Linked DNA regions of Mus musculus: regions 1, 2 and 3 are each linked to region 4. Evidence: chromatin contacts called from public Hi-C, HiChIP or PLAC-seq and capture Hi-C data. All regions are on one chromosome and are shown on one strand. Each heading gives the region's core, a stretch centred on a gene start, on an enhancer-like site or on the middle of the called end of the contact. The rest is flanking DNA. Distances are from core to core; before and after follow the strand shown. Region 1 holds the start of Plpp2 (phospholipid phosphatase 2). Region 2 holds the start of Cfap410 (cilia and flagella associated protein 410). Region 3 holds the start of Mier2 (MIER family member 2). Region 4 holds the start of Syde1 (synapse defective 1, Rho GTPase, homolog 1 (C. elegans)).

Region 1 (3,322 bases), core at 307-2,806, 940 kb before region 4:
GTACTCAGTGCTGCCCTGACCTGCTAAGACTTTCCTATGGTTAGGTCCCAGTAAACAGCGGTTAAAGGGGGTATTACAGATGCCACTGGTCATATGAACTGTCAGGAGCTAGGGGGACATGTCACACATATGGTAGGGTGACTTTGGCACCTCTGAGTCCATGTGCTATAGACATATGGGTGGATGTGAGGTTGAATGCTGGCGTTGGGGACCTCTGCTTCAGTTAGTGTCCTCTCACCAGAGCCCAGCCTGCCCTTGTCTTTAAAGGGTCAGACCTGCCACATAGGTGTCAGGTAGGCATGGGGGAGGGACATGAATGAAGACCTGAAGCCAGGTTTCTGCACAGTCCTTGTCCAGTCCTGTGTGTAGCACAGGTTACAGTGTATTGAAAGCTCTGCCTGCCCATTTTATAGGCCACTTTCTAGGATGCAGGGACCCTCCCTTACCCCGAACAGGTCACTGCATGCTGCTCCCCCCCAGCACCAAAGCACAGGCACTTGGGTTCTCTGAGGACCTCTCAGGTCAACTCTGCCTAGGTGACATCCTGCAGGAGAGAAGGTCAGGGGAGACCTTTTGGACCTTCAGCAAGGGGTTGTCTCTTTCCTGACCTTCCCTGCCCTCAAGTCTCAAACATCCTGGACTCAAGTCAACCTTGTGGTGGAGGAAGGTCTGACTGGCTCTGAGTGTGGCCTCCGTGGAGGCATCAAGGAGCTGGAGTCTCTGGAGTGGAGGCTTCACGCTGTGGCCTCTTACAAAGGATTCAGTGTGGGTTTTGGAGATCCTGGCCTTTCTTTCCAGAGTCTACATGCCCTTGGCTCCCAAGTGTCCCTGGCCCAGGGTCTCAGGACACCCCCTGAACAGGGTAGGCTGGGTCCCACCCATCATAGGTCAATTTCAGAATCTCTGTGGCATTCTCTAGAGTGGATACAGCCTGTGTTAAGGCATGATCCTGACCTTCCCACCATGAAGGGTCTTGAAACCTTCCAACCTGACAGCAACTACAAGATGCTACTTTAGAGGGAAGGTGGGCTTCTGCCTGAGTTTGGTCATCCCATGCTAAGGTACTTATGGGTTTAGAAGTGTCACTGTGTCCAGCACAGGTGCCCTCCTCTGGAAAGGTTGAGATCAACTTAGGAGTGCTGCCCAGGCGGTTGTCGGCTTGCCCTCTCTGCAACTCTGCATTATCACTGCAGAACCCCGCCCAAGTGTTGGGGACACCTGGGTGACCTCCAGCCTACAGTCTTGAGTTCTGGTGGCCCCTCCCAGCTGGAAGACTCCTTTCTGCATGGAGACCCCAGTCAACACTTCTGAGTCTTGTTCTCAGCCCTGAGATTCTCGGATCCCAGCTTGGAGATCCCTCCCAAATAGGGGACTTCAGTTTGTCCTGAGACACGCTCCCACACCCGCCCATCCCAGCCCCTGCCCCTGCGCGCCCGGGTCAAGGTGGCAAACACACCCCTCAGGGCCTCCGCCCTCTCCTGCCCTCCCGCCTCCGCACTTTCTCTTCATGCCACGCCCTCCCTCAGCCCCGCCTCCGCCTCGCCCGGGCCCTTTCGTCAAGCCCTGCCCTTTCCCTGGGTCCGGCAGTCTCCACCGCCATGTGATCCTGGGGCTGCCGGGACAGCTGGGGCAAGCGGGGGTCGCGGGCGTCCCTGGGCCGGGGCGACATGGAGCGGAGGTGGGTCTTCGTGCTGCTGGACGTGCTGTGCGTGTTGGTCGGTAAGAGCCTCAGCCCCGGGTGCGGGGACTTTTTCCCAGGTGCACACTCCCTCGGTCCCTCTGGCCAGTGTGCGTTAGAGATGCGGACGATGGTGACCAATGCTTTACACTTCCCTGTGAGCACCCCGCCAGCCCTCCTGGGCTCCTGGCGGGATCGGGGCTGCCTGTCTACCTGTAGCTGTTCCTGGGTGGAGGGTCCTGGCAGCAGGAAGTCGCTCGAGTGCCGCGGAGCGATGTGACTCACACGGGCGGGGCAGAACCAAGACCCTGCAGGCCAGTGACCCATGGCCAAGGTCCAGCACTGTGCCCTCGGGAGGCGGGGACAGCTAGGCTCGCACAGACAAACCTGCCATTCCGGTTCAGGCCGCTGGGAGGAGCGTCCCGAACCCCCCAGGCTCGAACAAAGGCCAAGTGTTCGTTGGGGCCCAGGGGACAGTGGCTGGATTCTAACCCAAGGCGGTGACGGTGACGGGGTGCCTCTATCTTCCTTCATTCTGCATCTCCCTCCCCTTCCACCTTCCATATCCCGGAAGGATACTCATTTTAGCTGGGCCCGTTGGCAGCCAGAAAGCCCGTGGGACACCCCTCAGCCATTGGCACCCTTTTTAAGTGTATGGGTTTGTAGAACCATTTCTGTTGCTTTAACTGTATGCCAGGGACTACAGGACTTGGAAATAGTCTACATTTTTCCTTGGAAAGTCCTGAGTCCCCAGGGGCGGAGCTACCTGGGAAGTCACAGCAGCAGGAGGAGGCCTATGCCTCTGAGTGGCTGAATGAACACTGGAGTCAGTGCACACTTTGGGTGGTGATAGGGAAGCCTTGCAGCCAGAGTGAAGGAGGCCCTTTCCTGTTGGTGGGAACAAAGTACCCTACAAATACCCACTGCAGGTGGAGGAAGAAGAGGGGACACAGCTGGGAGCCAGTGTCCTGGCCCACACCTGCCATGCAACCCAGCCATGTTCAGGGCTTTAGGTTCGTCCAGACCTTGCACAGCTGTGGTCTGCCTGGCTTGTCTGCTGAGGATTCACTAACTTCAGTTGTCTTCAGTGTTGCTCTCTACCACCAGATCCTTGGAGTTTACCTCCTCCTATGCAGAAGATGTGTGTTTCCCCTGATCTCTCACATCCTCCTCTGACCTCAGCTCCTCTATTTCCTCTGAACCCCCTCTTTCCTCTCTCATCTTTTCTGATACTCTCTTCTCTTTGATCTTCTCTCTAACCATCTCCATGTTCTTCCCTGCTCTTCCCTGCTCTTCCTCTCTCCCCTTTCCCCCCATCTTTTCCACTCCTTGCTCTCCCCCTCTCCCCTCTTCTCCCCTTCTTCCCTCTTCTTCCCCTCACCCCTCTCTCCTCCTCTCCCCCTCTCCCCTCCTCTCCCCCTCTTCCATCCTCTCTCCCTCTTCTCTGCTCTCCCCTCTCCTCTGCTCTCCCCTCTCCTCTGCTCTCCCCCTCTCCCCCTCTTCCCCTTCTCTTCCCTCCACTTCTCCTCTCCCACTCTCCCCTATGCCATCTTTCTCCTCTGACCTCTTCTCCTTCAAGACTTCTCTCACTGTTATGAAGGTGTCCCCTCCCAGGGGACACTGCTCCTGTTTCCTTACTTCTTG
Region 2 (3,470 bases), core at 760-3,259, 610 kb after region 4:
ATGGCATTGGGAGTCTCCAGATTGCCTGTTTTCCCACACTCCAGAGGAAAGACATGAGTTCCCCGGCCTCCCCATTGCTTCCATGCCCCAGGACTACAGTCAGTCACATACCTGAGTGTGATTACCTCTAGGCTGGGCATCTCCCGGCATATGGAAATCTAGGGAGGGAAGAACGGGGCCAGTGAGTTAACAATAGTGTGGTCACCTCGGGTCAGGGGACACATGTGTCCTGGGTCCTGTCACCTGTACTAATGGGGCCAAGGGGTATGGGCTTGCACAACCAGGGCACTCAGAAGAAATCAGCTGCATGCTGGTCTCTGTGGCCCAGCCTGCTCTTGGGGTGTTCTACACTGGGTGTTTCTACCTGGCAGTTTACAACAGTTCTGTGTCTAACACAGAACATCATTACAGTCAATACCCTCTGAGGACGCCTGGCCAAGGATCTTGTGGTTTCCCACCCTGAGACAGATACACAACCCTTTCTCCTTGCTGCCCCTGAGGCACAAAGAAAGGACAGACACTCTCCTTGCCAATGGTTCTGGGCTCAAGGCAGACAGAACTGCAGTTAAGTTTGGCCACGACACACCATCAGATCTGTGGATCAGACCTGGGCTGTGGGCTCCACAGTCCCAGCTGCCTGTCATTTCGGGTGGGGTTGGGGTGTCGCCTCCTGAAGCTGAGGAAGGCCATGCAGAGTGCCCCTGTTGATGTCCTTGAGGGAAATCACCACCAGGGACTCCTCTCAAGGCAGAGCTTTGACTCTGTTTTCCTCTGTGCAGGTCTAGCAAGTGACACGGCACTGAGCTGAAGATCACAGTTCTGTAACTTTAGCTATTCTTCTGGGGGAAGGGGCATCCGGAAGAAGATACAATCAAGGCAGAGCTTACATCTGTGAGCTGGCTGCCCCTGGAGAAGAAAAGAAATAGACTTTAATTTGTTGAATGAAAATATTTTAAAAATCCCCAAAGAAATGGCAATTGTCTATAAATCTAAAGATTCTACATTCGGAACAGTAAGGAAGGCTGGTTGCCCAAATAAGGGTGAGGTTGGTTTCTGCCAATACTCCCTGCTTGGTGCATGGGGGTACACAGTTTTCTCCTCTCAGGCTCCCATAGCAGAAAGCTCTTTCCAGTCACACACATAAACAAAGGGATCTTCATAAGAGGCCAAGCTCAAAGGCCGGTCATGCAACTTCTGAAGCAAACTTCACGGGCCTGCAATGTGTGTTGTTTCTGCTTGCACAGAGGAAGCCCTGATGTGCTCGCTGGCTCGACAAAGAAAGGCATTATTGAAAACCCAGGACAGGGAGGACTGTGGCCCCAACACCAGATGTGCCAGGGCAGGGAAAGGCTTTTAATTAACAAAGCTCACTCTTTCCAGTAGCCCACTGACCATTACTAGAAGCAGGGGTCTGCACTTGCTCTGCCACTGCTAAATGCTCTGGCCACAGCATCCCACCCCAGTCCCCAGAGACACCTGTAGCTCTTCCACACGCCAGATACAAACTCCTCCAGAAGCCCGGGGCTTTCAGTATTAGTGTGACTCAGCCATGCAACTTAGAGTGCATCCATATAATAGCATCTAAGGTCTAGGCTGTCACTCATACCAGGTCACCCTCTCCAGCACCGGATCATGACTTTACAACCTCAGTCTCTCCCTGTAGACATGCCACTAAGCACCTCTGTCTTCAGATACCAGACACAGACACAGAGGGTTAGCGAAAAGCCCTCAGCAACACTAGAGGGAAATTCTAGTTATCCTGCGAGGGCCGCACTCCTCTGAAGCACTGGCCTCAGAGTGAGCCTGCAACCTAGCTAGCCTGGGGTAGCAGGCGCTCAGCGCGGCCTCTGCTTCCTCCCGCTCCTGGCCGGCCTCACCAGCAGTTGAGCTTCCGCACGTTGTGCAGCTCCGAAGCCTTGGCTCGGGACAGGACCATCTTTCGTGTCAGCTTCATGGTGGCCACAGGGCCGCGGGCCCGGCCGCCCTCCGCTGTACACTCGGCTAGCGGGAGAGGCCTGCGCAGCGGCGCGTCTCCAGGGGCGGGGCCCGCGTTTCTAGGGGCGGAGCCTGAGGTCCCATTGGCAGTCAGGCGAGAGGGCGGAAGCGCGCCGGCGAAGCGGGACGGCCCGACTTCCGTGATACGCGATTCCGCCCCGCCCCTTTGGCGGCCCGCCGGTCCTGCGCATGCACGAGGCTCCGGGCTTTGCTGCCTGGGGACCGCTGGTCTCTGCATCCCGTGTTTGCGTGCGCGGGAAGGGCGGCCCTTAGGATTCCAGTGTGCAAGAGTCTGAGATGGGCTGGCTTGGGTGAGAAAGGCGCCGGTGTGTGAGGGACTCGGGACGCCTGGCTGGTCTCGGAGACATCGAGGACAGAAAAGGTCGAGTCGGGAAGGGTGACAGAGTCCTCGTAGTGGATGCCAGCAGAAACCCTCCTGGCATGCTTGCTCCGGATCCTAATCCCTGCCATGGCCCTGGTCACCACTGAGCCCTCACCCATTTCTGCTTGACCCCAAATCGGGGATTTGTGTTACATAACAGCTAATCCACAACCAGACGATGACTGACACTTGTAATTGATGCACTCAGAGGCTGAGGCAGGAGGATTGCCTGAGCCAGTTTCTGGCAAGACTGGCTCATACAGACATTATCTCAAAAGACAAAGCCGAGTAGTGGGGGCTTGGGGAGGGACTGAAGAAACAGTTAAGAGCGCTGGCTGCTTTTCCAGGGCACTCATATGGCCGGATCACAACCTTATGTAACTCTAGTTCCAGGGGACTCAATGCCCCTCTTTTGGCCTCCTTGCGCACCAGACAGGTCACTTGGGTTGCACACACATGCAAGCATAACACTCATATGTAGAAAAACAAAACGAACAAAACAAAAACCTTAAAAACAAACAAACAAACAAACAAATAGAAAATAGACGTTATGTTTTTGAAAGTCAGTACTGTGCCTGTGGTTGTCAGTGTGCATTTTAAGTAATCACAAATGAATTTTTGTTTTGTTTTCTTCTGGAGAAAACAGATCTCCAGAAGAAAACAAAACGAAAGATTGTAGGTTGAAATCTTCATATCTTTTTCTATCCTACAGATTACACCGGGACAGGCACTGGGTACTTCAGGCCCTTTAGGTAATAAACTGCCCTTGATGAAGTATTCTAGGGCTCTATTGTCTGTCTGACCACCCTGGTCTGCCTTTACCAAAAACAAGTGAAATGGTTCAGTAGGTAACAGTACTGGACGCACAAACCTAAAAACCATAGTTTGCACCCTGGAACCCACAGTGGAAAGAGAGCGGACGCTGAAGATTTAGCCTCTGGCGGGCCATTCATTACCATCAGGAACAATAAGGCCTGAGCTGAGAGATACAGCTTAGCCACCAGTGTGGTGGGAAGAATTTTATAGGCTCAGTTCAGCCACGTTTAAAGAGGTCTGCTGGCCGCTCCAATGGAGGCCAGAAGGACATGGATGA
Region 3 (3,608 bases), core at 546-3,045, 960 kb before region 4:
GAGGAAGTTTTTTAAAAAATTTATTTATTTTATATGAGTACACCATCACTGTCTTAAAGACACACCAGAAGAGGGCATCGGATCTTATTACAGATGGTTGTGAGCCACCATGTGGTTGCTGTGTTCCAGAACTCAGGACCTCTGGAAAAGCCGTCAGTGCTCTTAACCACGGAGTCATCTCTCCAGCCCAAGATTATACTCTTACAGACCCATAAGCTAGTTATCAATTTTGGGAAACTCAACAGTGATCCAAGTCTTTACATCTGGACTCAGTTCCAGCAATCAAGTCTGAGAGGCCTCTGTGGCACTTCCCTTGTTTTGTGGGTCATTAACTATCAAGTACTGAGTGTTGTTGATGGAACTTGGAGGCTTCTACAGTTCTCTCTCCTCTGACACTTCTGAAGAACACAGTCTCACCATTGAGCGGGACCTTCCCTTTTAGGCTGGGTCTGGAGCCCACACTTCTGTCAACAGTTTCTGAACTCTGGCCTGGATGAGAGATGTTGTCTAGGCATCACCTGAGGAAATGCTGAGTGTCCACCTCCCCTAATGATGCTCATATTTCCCAGCTGGCTGAAAGGTCACCTCAGTTCCCCATTGCAACTATCAGGTCCATGGGAAAGAAAGCCCTAACCTTGAAGAATCTTTCTGCTCATCCATTCATCCAATTGCTTAACCTTTGGTAATTGGTTAATTTGTGTGTGTTTGCTATTGTTGTTTGTCTTGACACATATAGGGTCTTACTACGTAGCCAAGGTTGTCCCAGAACTTGCTACATAGACCTCCAACTCACAGAGACCTGTTTGCCTCTGACTTCTGAGTGCTGGGATTAAAGGCTTGTGGCACCATACCCAGTAGCTTGGTTTCTTGAGGCAGGGTCTCGCTCCAAAGCCCATGCTAGCCTCAAACTGATAGTAACTCTCATGCCTCAGCCTCCTGGGCACTGGAGTTACAAGTATGGGCGACCATGCCTGGCTTTCTCTAGTGATCCTTGTCACAGTTCTCTTTTTGGGTTAGGACTGACTGACTCAGGTTCATGGAATGATGAACCCACCAAACGAGCAGGGGGCAGACTTTCTGTCTTGGGCAAATCCTCAGGGGTGGGAGACAGCTTTTGTGCTTGAACCTTAGTGGTGCCTTCACCTCCCAGCTTGGTCCTGGCCCCAGAGGGAAGGAAGAGTCATTTGGTGACTTGTGTAGACCAGAGGCCTTCACCTCTGCAAGCCTAGGTCTGCCCACCGGTCTGCCTCTCCCATTCTGTCTGCACCCTCCTGACAGCGAAAGTCAGGTTTGTGCACCTGTTCTGGAGGCTCTCATGCCCTGCTCTCTGTACCAGTGTCCTTCACCTCAGGACCACCCCCTCACCCCTAGACCATCCCTCACCTGTCAGTTGTTTCATCTCATTCTCCCTCATTTCAAGACATCCTCCCCTTCATCTCTGGACTATCCCCTCTCACCTCTAGTCCATTCCCCATCACTTCTGGACCTTCCCCTCACCTCCAGACCATACCCATTTCACTTCGGGACCCAAACCCCTCACTGCTAGATTGTCCCCTCACCTGTGGAACCTCTTCACTTGTAGACTGTTCTTCACCTGTGGCTTGTTCCCTGTTTGCGCCATCTCCCTCACCTGTGGACACACAGGAATCAGCTGATTGGCTGATGTACGGGCGTGGGGTACACCGGACCCAGGCTATAGATCTCCGCTCCTCGCCAGCACACCTACTACGCGCCTCCTGCGGCCCCGCCCCACTCCGCCTCCCAGCTCCTCCGCCAATAAGCGCGCGGCACCGCATCCGGGGACCCGCGCGGCCGCCGCCTCCCGCGCGCACGCTCGGCCATGGCGGAGGTGAGTGAGCGGCTGGGTAGCGGCCCCTCCCACACACTGCCCTGGGTCGACCTGGTCCGGCCCGTGCTCTCCCAGTCCGAGCGCCTCGAGCCTCCCCACTATTACCGGGCGGAGCATGAGCCCCGTGGGCGCCCGACGACCCCCCTTCCCCATCTCGGCTATGGTGCGCATGCGCGGGCGGGCGGGGGGGAGGGGCGCGAGGCGCGGGCGGCCGGGTGCGGGGCCGAGACCCGGGGCCGCGCGGCGGGAGGGCGCCGCGGACCGGGTGGGTGTGCGGCGCTGGCGTCTGGGACGGCGGCGCGGGGACCGCATTCCGGCGCGTTGGGGATGAGCAGGGCGCGGAGTCGGCGGCTCTCTGCGAGCGGAAAGTTTCGCGCGTGGAGTTCGTCTGGCTGTGGGAGCGAGAGCGCGGGCCTCCCCGCGGGTGCGGGGCTGCGGCGCACAGCCCAGAGCTGACCTGCACCTCGGGGTGCGGCCGCTGAACTCCGGGACCAGCCCCCAGCGACGCGCTGCGAATCCGCCACTCCGGTACTGGAACTCTGCACAGTGCGCGAGTGGGGCAGCTTGGGGCAGCAACAGGCCCGCGCGTGGGCCACAGGGTCGGGATCTGGGGGCCCCGTTGGACAACTCTGGCTGGTTGACTCAGAGGGTTCTTAGGGGTTTAGTTCCTTCTTTAGGGGGCCTTTGGGGAAGCAGACCTTCTGAAGACAAGATAGATCAACCGATACCCCTTTTGGGGCATGGCGGCCAAGTGGGTGCTCTTGGGCTGCTCTGCCCTGTGTGGCATGGGTGGTGGAGACTCCCCAGCCTGTGCTTACGTGCTCTCCTGGAGTCTAGGATTTGGAAGGGTTCTGCCTCAGTTTCCTCATCTTAAGTGGGAACCTGGTGGTGCCTTTCTATAACTGAGAGGGTGTTTTGCTGCATCCATGTTTTGAACTCATGAAAGTGGCAGTGGTTACATAGAAGTCCTCAGTGTCAGCTACTTGGTTAGTGTGTGTCTCAGCCATCTCTTTGAGCTGGTGGCTTGTCCCGTTCTTAGTCTAAGCCACACCTCTTCGCTGTGCCTATCCTTTGCAGTCCTCATGAGACCATCCAGCCCCTGGGTTTCTTTCTTGTAGTCGGAATTCCTACAGAGTTGCCTGTCAGTTGTCCCACTTCATCTGGTCTCTAGGACGCCACCTCTGACCCCAGCTGCCCAGCTCCCACCCGTTTTCTTCATTCCTGTCCCTTGGTTTAGCTCCCTTGTTTGTCCCATGTCCTAGCTCCATGTGGGTGGAGACAGGCTGAACCCGTCTCTCGGGATGTCCTAGCTGCCACGGTGGAGGGGCGAGGCTGGGACACCAGGGGCACGGGGCCCTTGCCTAGGTGTGGATGTGGGTCATTTCTCTTGAGAATGCTCTCTGACAACTCAGTATTCACTTGTTCTGACCTCTCATAATTCTTGGGGTCCTTTGTGGGTTGCAGTTTGTAGGAGTTAATGTTGAAACCTCTGCCCCTTTGGGGTGTGGGCTACAACCCTATTCGTGAGGTCTCTGTGTGGCTTGGGCTTCCTCACAGCTTGGAGTCTGTGCTCCAAAAGATGCTAGGTGGAATCGAGGGATGCGGCTTCCTGAGCGAGTACCTTTCCTTCTGTAGTCTCAGTCTGGCTAGATCTGGGTGCCGGAGTCTCCCTGGGAGACCTGCCTGGGGGGTGCTACCAGTGCTGTGTCCAGGCTCCTAGCTAAGAAGGCAGGGTGGCGGTATCCATGCTAACTTACTT
Region 4 (3,529 bases), core at 848-3,347:
GAAATGAGGAAAAGTCTCTGCCAACACTTCAATGGGACCCAAGAATTCATGCAGGTTGTGGTGATGATCTACACCTTCCGGGTGGGTGGGGTGAACGGTGGTGAAAAGACTTTGTTCAGGAATGTGATCTTAGTTCCAAGTCCACCCTGGGCACTGAATGTAGCATCGAACGCAAGTGTGAAGCAGGTTTTATTTCTTAAGGAGGACACAACACTATATCCTGCCTGGGTTAATCAGTGATTAACTCTGAGTTACCAATGATGCATCCACGTTACATTAAAAACAAATGCTCTTCTTGGAGTCATTTAACCAAGAATACAGATTTGAATTCTTTACTTCATACTTCCTTTGTTTCTGTCCTCTATCTGTTGCATGAGTCTAAATGTATGCCTGCATCTGTATCTGTTCCTGTCTGTCCACCTGTTTGGTATGAGCTCTGTATGTGTGTGGGGGGGGGGAGAGAGAGGGGGGGGGAAGTGTTTTACTCTATATGGATTGAACAGCACATAATGGGATACTTTACAGAAGTCTTTAACAGAGTTTTACAAGGGATTAAATTGCTAGCTCCATCTGTCTCTAATTGACACAGATAACAAGCATCACTGTTTATCAACTAATTTCTGTAAATGGATACTTTCGACGTTTTTTTGGTAGAAAGTTGCTTCTGCTTCTGCAAGTGTTGCTTTCGTGTGCATTATCTGAGTGAGGGGCCGGGAAGAGTACCTAATCTAAGAGTCCAGGTATGCATTACATTATAGGTTGTAAGAAGTTGATTGCATGGGAAATCCAAAACAAGTAGAGTTGATTGCTACATTGTTCTCTTACTCAATGAGTACATAGGAGGCTAGCAGTCGTGGGTGACTTCCAGGTGTGGTATTATCTCTGGCTGTAAGGTCTAGCAAAAGTTCCAGTCTCTTAGAATGTACTAGATCTTTTCAAACTATTGCAGCACCACAGTTTCTCCTCCCACATGTGCCTGGATAAGCAAAGCTGGGCAGGTCTTCCTTCTACTCATCTGCACTCTTAACTTTTAGACGCCTGCATACCCACCAATTACCACAAAACTACTGAACTGGGAGGAAGCCAAGGACACAGAGGTGTCCACATAGGTGCTTAGTCCACTATCCCAGTGGAGGTCCAGCCTGTGTCTGGCACCAGTTAAGAGACCTGAACTTTAGTTGTGCCACAGTTCATGTGTTGAAAGTTTAGTCCTCTATGTGGCCCTGTTAATAGGCTAGTCATGGTGAAAGGAGCCTATCGGCGGGAGTTGGCCTTCAGAAGACGGTTCTGTGAGACCAAATTAGCAGTTAAAAGTGCTTGTTTCCCAGCCGTTTCTGGGCACCCACACACACACCCCGATCCATGTGCCATACACACAGAAGCACACACATATTCATAATAAAAAGTAAACTTAAGTTGTAAGAATCAGCCCAAACCTAAGATTTTTTTTTCTCTTCCTGTCTTAAGGAGTGCTGCTAGGACATCAACATGAACTCAGTCTACTTTAGAAAGTTGTCCAGCCTCCGGTATTTCAGTACTAAATAAAAAATAATAATACAACCTCCGATTTCACCACTTACTTTCGAGATACACCTATCCTTGCTGTGTTCTCGACTGAGTAGAGATCAGCAGACTGCATCGTCTATATCGCGTCCATGTTCCTGACAGTGAGCATCCCGGCTGTCTGAAACCACTAAGCTTGAGGGTCAATAAGCAGCAATAGTAACTTGAGTTGGGGGCATTTGGGGTTCCCAAGGAAAGATCGTGGTCGAGGTACTGGGTGATGTGGGGATGGATGGACGGACAGGAGGAAAGACATGAGCTGATGTGTGCCTTGGATGCGGTTTGGGGGAGCCGACAGAATGTGCTGCATGCCATCACACAAGGAGGATGGTTATGGGGGGCCCAGCCTATGCCATGACATTCATAGTTGAAGAGTTAGATCAGCCCAGCACCCCATCATGTCCCCTCCCGGCCCCAGGCGACTACATCTCCCAGCATCGCCTGCTCGGGCCGCGGGAAAGGAAAAGAAAAAAAAAAAAAAAAAGTTAAGGCCAAGCATTCCCGGAATGCGCTTCCTGCTGGAGCGGGCCGGTGGGGGGGGGGGGGTAGGCGGGCGGGGCGGGCGGCCGCAGCCCCGGGGCGCGCACTCGGCCGGCCGCGGCCCAAGCATGGCCGAGCCGCTGCTCAGGAAGACCTTCTCCCGCCTGCGGGGTCGTGAGAAACTTCCTCGAAAAAAGTCAGAAGCCAAGGACCGCGGTGAGTGCGGGGACTCTCGGAAAGTAAGAGAAGGGAGCCCCACTCAGCCTCAGATCCCCAGGTCCCCGGTAGGGTACGCAGCGGGACCTAGTGGGTAAGCCGGGAGCGAGCCCTGATGCAAGAGAGGAATATGCACCGGATCTTTGTAAGGCTGGGGGGCTGGGGCGGGGGGCACGGACCGTTATGTGCAGCTGGCCTGAGATGCCAGCCCCAGGGATCCTTGCAAGGCCCCGCAGGGGGGCCTCACCCCTGACAGGAAATGGGGCCTCGAAGGGGCGCCCAGAGAGTGGCGGGGCAGGGGCGGGAGGTGAGGACAGCTGTGTGGCATCGACATGGCTGGGTGGTGGGCACCTCTCCTGGGTACACACTCCTGTACTAAAGAGAGGTCGTGCGGGGTTATATTTATTATTGCAGTCTTTTCCCCAATTCCATGCCACCATCGCTCCAGAGGCTGCAGCCGCACCTACTGTGGCCAGCCCCAAGAAACCGTCCTGTTTATTAAGACAGAGAAACTGAGGCACGTGGTTGTTGGGTGATTTGTCCCGGGCCTGTGAACTGACTTTAAACAATCCTCTGGACTATGCTACTGATGACAGAGACCTGAAACAGAGGGCCAAAGGGTGGAAATAGAAGATCCTTAAATCTGGGGGTCCACAGACAGCAAGAATGAAATGGAAAGGAACGAAAGCTGTATGGGTAGGGGGCTTCGGAAGGAAGCAGTTAAAGGAGGGAGGCCACTATACCAAGGACCTGACTCTTCCTCCCGGGCCGTTCCCAGGGCATCCCAAGGGTCCCAGGGCCAGAGAAGGGATCCGGGTGCCCACACATAAACACACACAGGAAATCGACCATGATGTCAGAGAAAGTAGAGCCAAGATAAGGGGGGCGGGGTAACGGGGCACTGACTGTAGAAATCTGGCTTGGGCTGAGGGGCAAGATCCAAGAGAACTTGTGGGCAGGATTTGGGAAATGGGAAAAGGGTGCTGAATGAAAAAGAAACCAGCGTTCCCTGCCCTGCCTTCCCAGCAGCAGCTACTAGGGCCTTGAGCAGGGCTACAGATCCTATTGTCTAAAGTTGCTTCTCACACTGAGCTCCAAGCTGGAAGGGGGTCGAGAAGAGAATATGATAATACTGAATCTCCTCATAAACAAGACATGGAGCATCAGGAAAAATGCCTTGCTCAAGGCCACTCAATGAGAAGGGGCAGGCGTAAGATTCTAGGATTAATGGAATGTCTGGGAGAGGGGTGACAGAGCCGAAATGTCCTGA

What was found. Hi-C and Micro-C count contacts between places; a contact is called where the count stands out from the background. HiChIP or PLAC-seq counts read pairs in DNA pulled down with a chosen protein or histone mark. Capture Hi-C pulls out chosen DNA fragments and counts their contacts.
Region 1: a contact with region 4 is called in a capture Hi-C map of embryonic stem cells, with 4 times the contacts expected there. The contact joins the promoter of Plpp2 here to the promoter of Syde1 in region 4. A contact is called at or near these places in 1 of 39 promoter capture datasets (embryonic stem cells), 2 of 484 Hi-C or Micro-C datasets (both in embryonic stem cells), 10 of 115 datasets of contacts at active chromatin or transcription factors (bone marrow-derived macrophages, cardiomyocytes, craniofacial prominence and 4 more) and 1 of 9 other capture datasets (embryonic stem cells).
Region 2: a Hi-C map of uterus shows a contact between it and region 4. The contact joins the promoter of Cfap410 here to the promoter of Syde1 in region 4. A contact is called at or near these places in 1 of 484 Hi-C or Micro-C datasets (uterus), 2 of 115 datasets of contacts at active chromatin or transcription factors (large pre-B cells and pancreatic cancer cells) and 1 of 9 other capture datasets (liver).
Region 3: a contact with region 4 is called in an H3K4me3 HiChIP or PLAC-seq map of stem cell-derived neural progenitor cells, with 6 times the contacts expected there. The contact joins the promoter of Mier2 here to the promoter of Syde1 in region 4. A contact is called at or near these places in 2 of 39 promoter capture datasets (hippocampal neurons and liver), 1 of 484 Hi-C or Micro-C datasets (pancreatic cancer cells), 9 of 115 datasets of contacts at active chromatin or transcription factors (the 230-238 cell line, astrocytes, craniofacial prominence and 5 more) and 1 of 9 other capture datasets (embryonic stem cells).

The regions. Positions count from the first base shown.
Region 1 is chr10:79,532,021-79,535,342 of GRCm38.p6, reverse strand. It overlaps Plpp2 (phospholipid phosphatase 2), which reads left to right and starts at 1,556. Exons shown (of 6, transcript NM_015817.3): 1 at 1,556-1,719. The coding sequence starts at 1,668.
Region 2 is chr10:77,977,189-77,980,658 of GRCm38.p6, reverse strand. It overlaps Cfap410 (cilia and flagella associated protein 410), which reads right to left and starts at 2,009. Exons shown (of 7, transcript NM_026431.2): 1 at 1,878-2,009; 2 at 888-906; 3 at 112-158. The coding sequence starts at 1,954.
Region 3 is chr10:79,553,315-79,556,922 of GRCm38.p6, reverse strand. It overlaps Mier2 (MIER family member 2), which reads left to right and starts at 1,795. Exons shown (of 14, transcript NM_001316699.1): 1 at 1,795-1,849. The coding sequence starts at 1,841.
Region 4 is chr10:78,590,532-78,594,060 of GRCm38.p6, reverse strand. It overlaps Syde1 (synapse defective 1, Rho GTPase, homolog 1 (C. elegans)), which reads left to right and starts at 2,097. Exons shown (of 8, transcript NM_027875.1): 1 at 2,097-2,259. The coding sequence starts at 2,172. It overlaps Gm30346 (a long non-coding RNA gene), which reads right to left and starts at 2,020. Exons shown (of 3, transcript XR_380602.2): 1 at 1,581-2,020.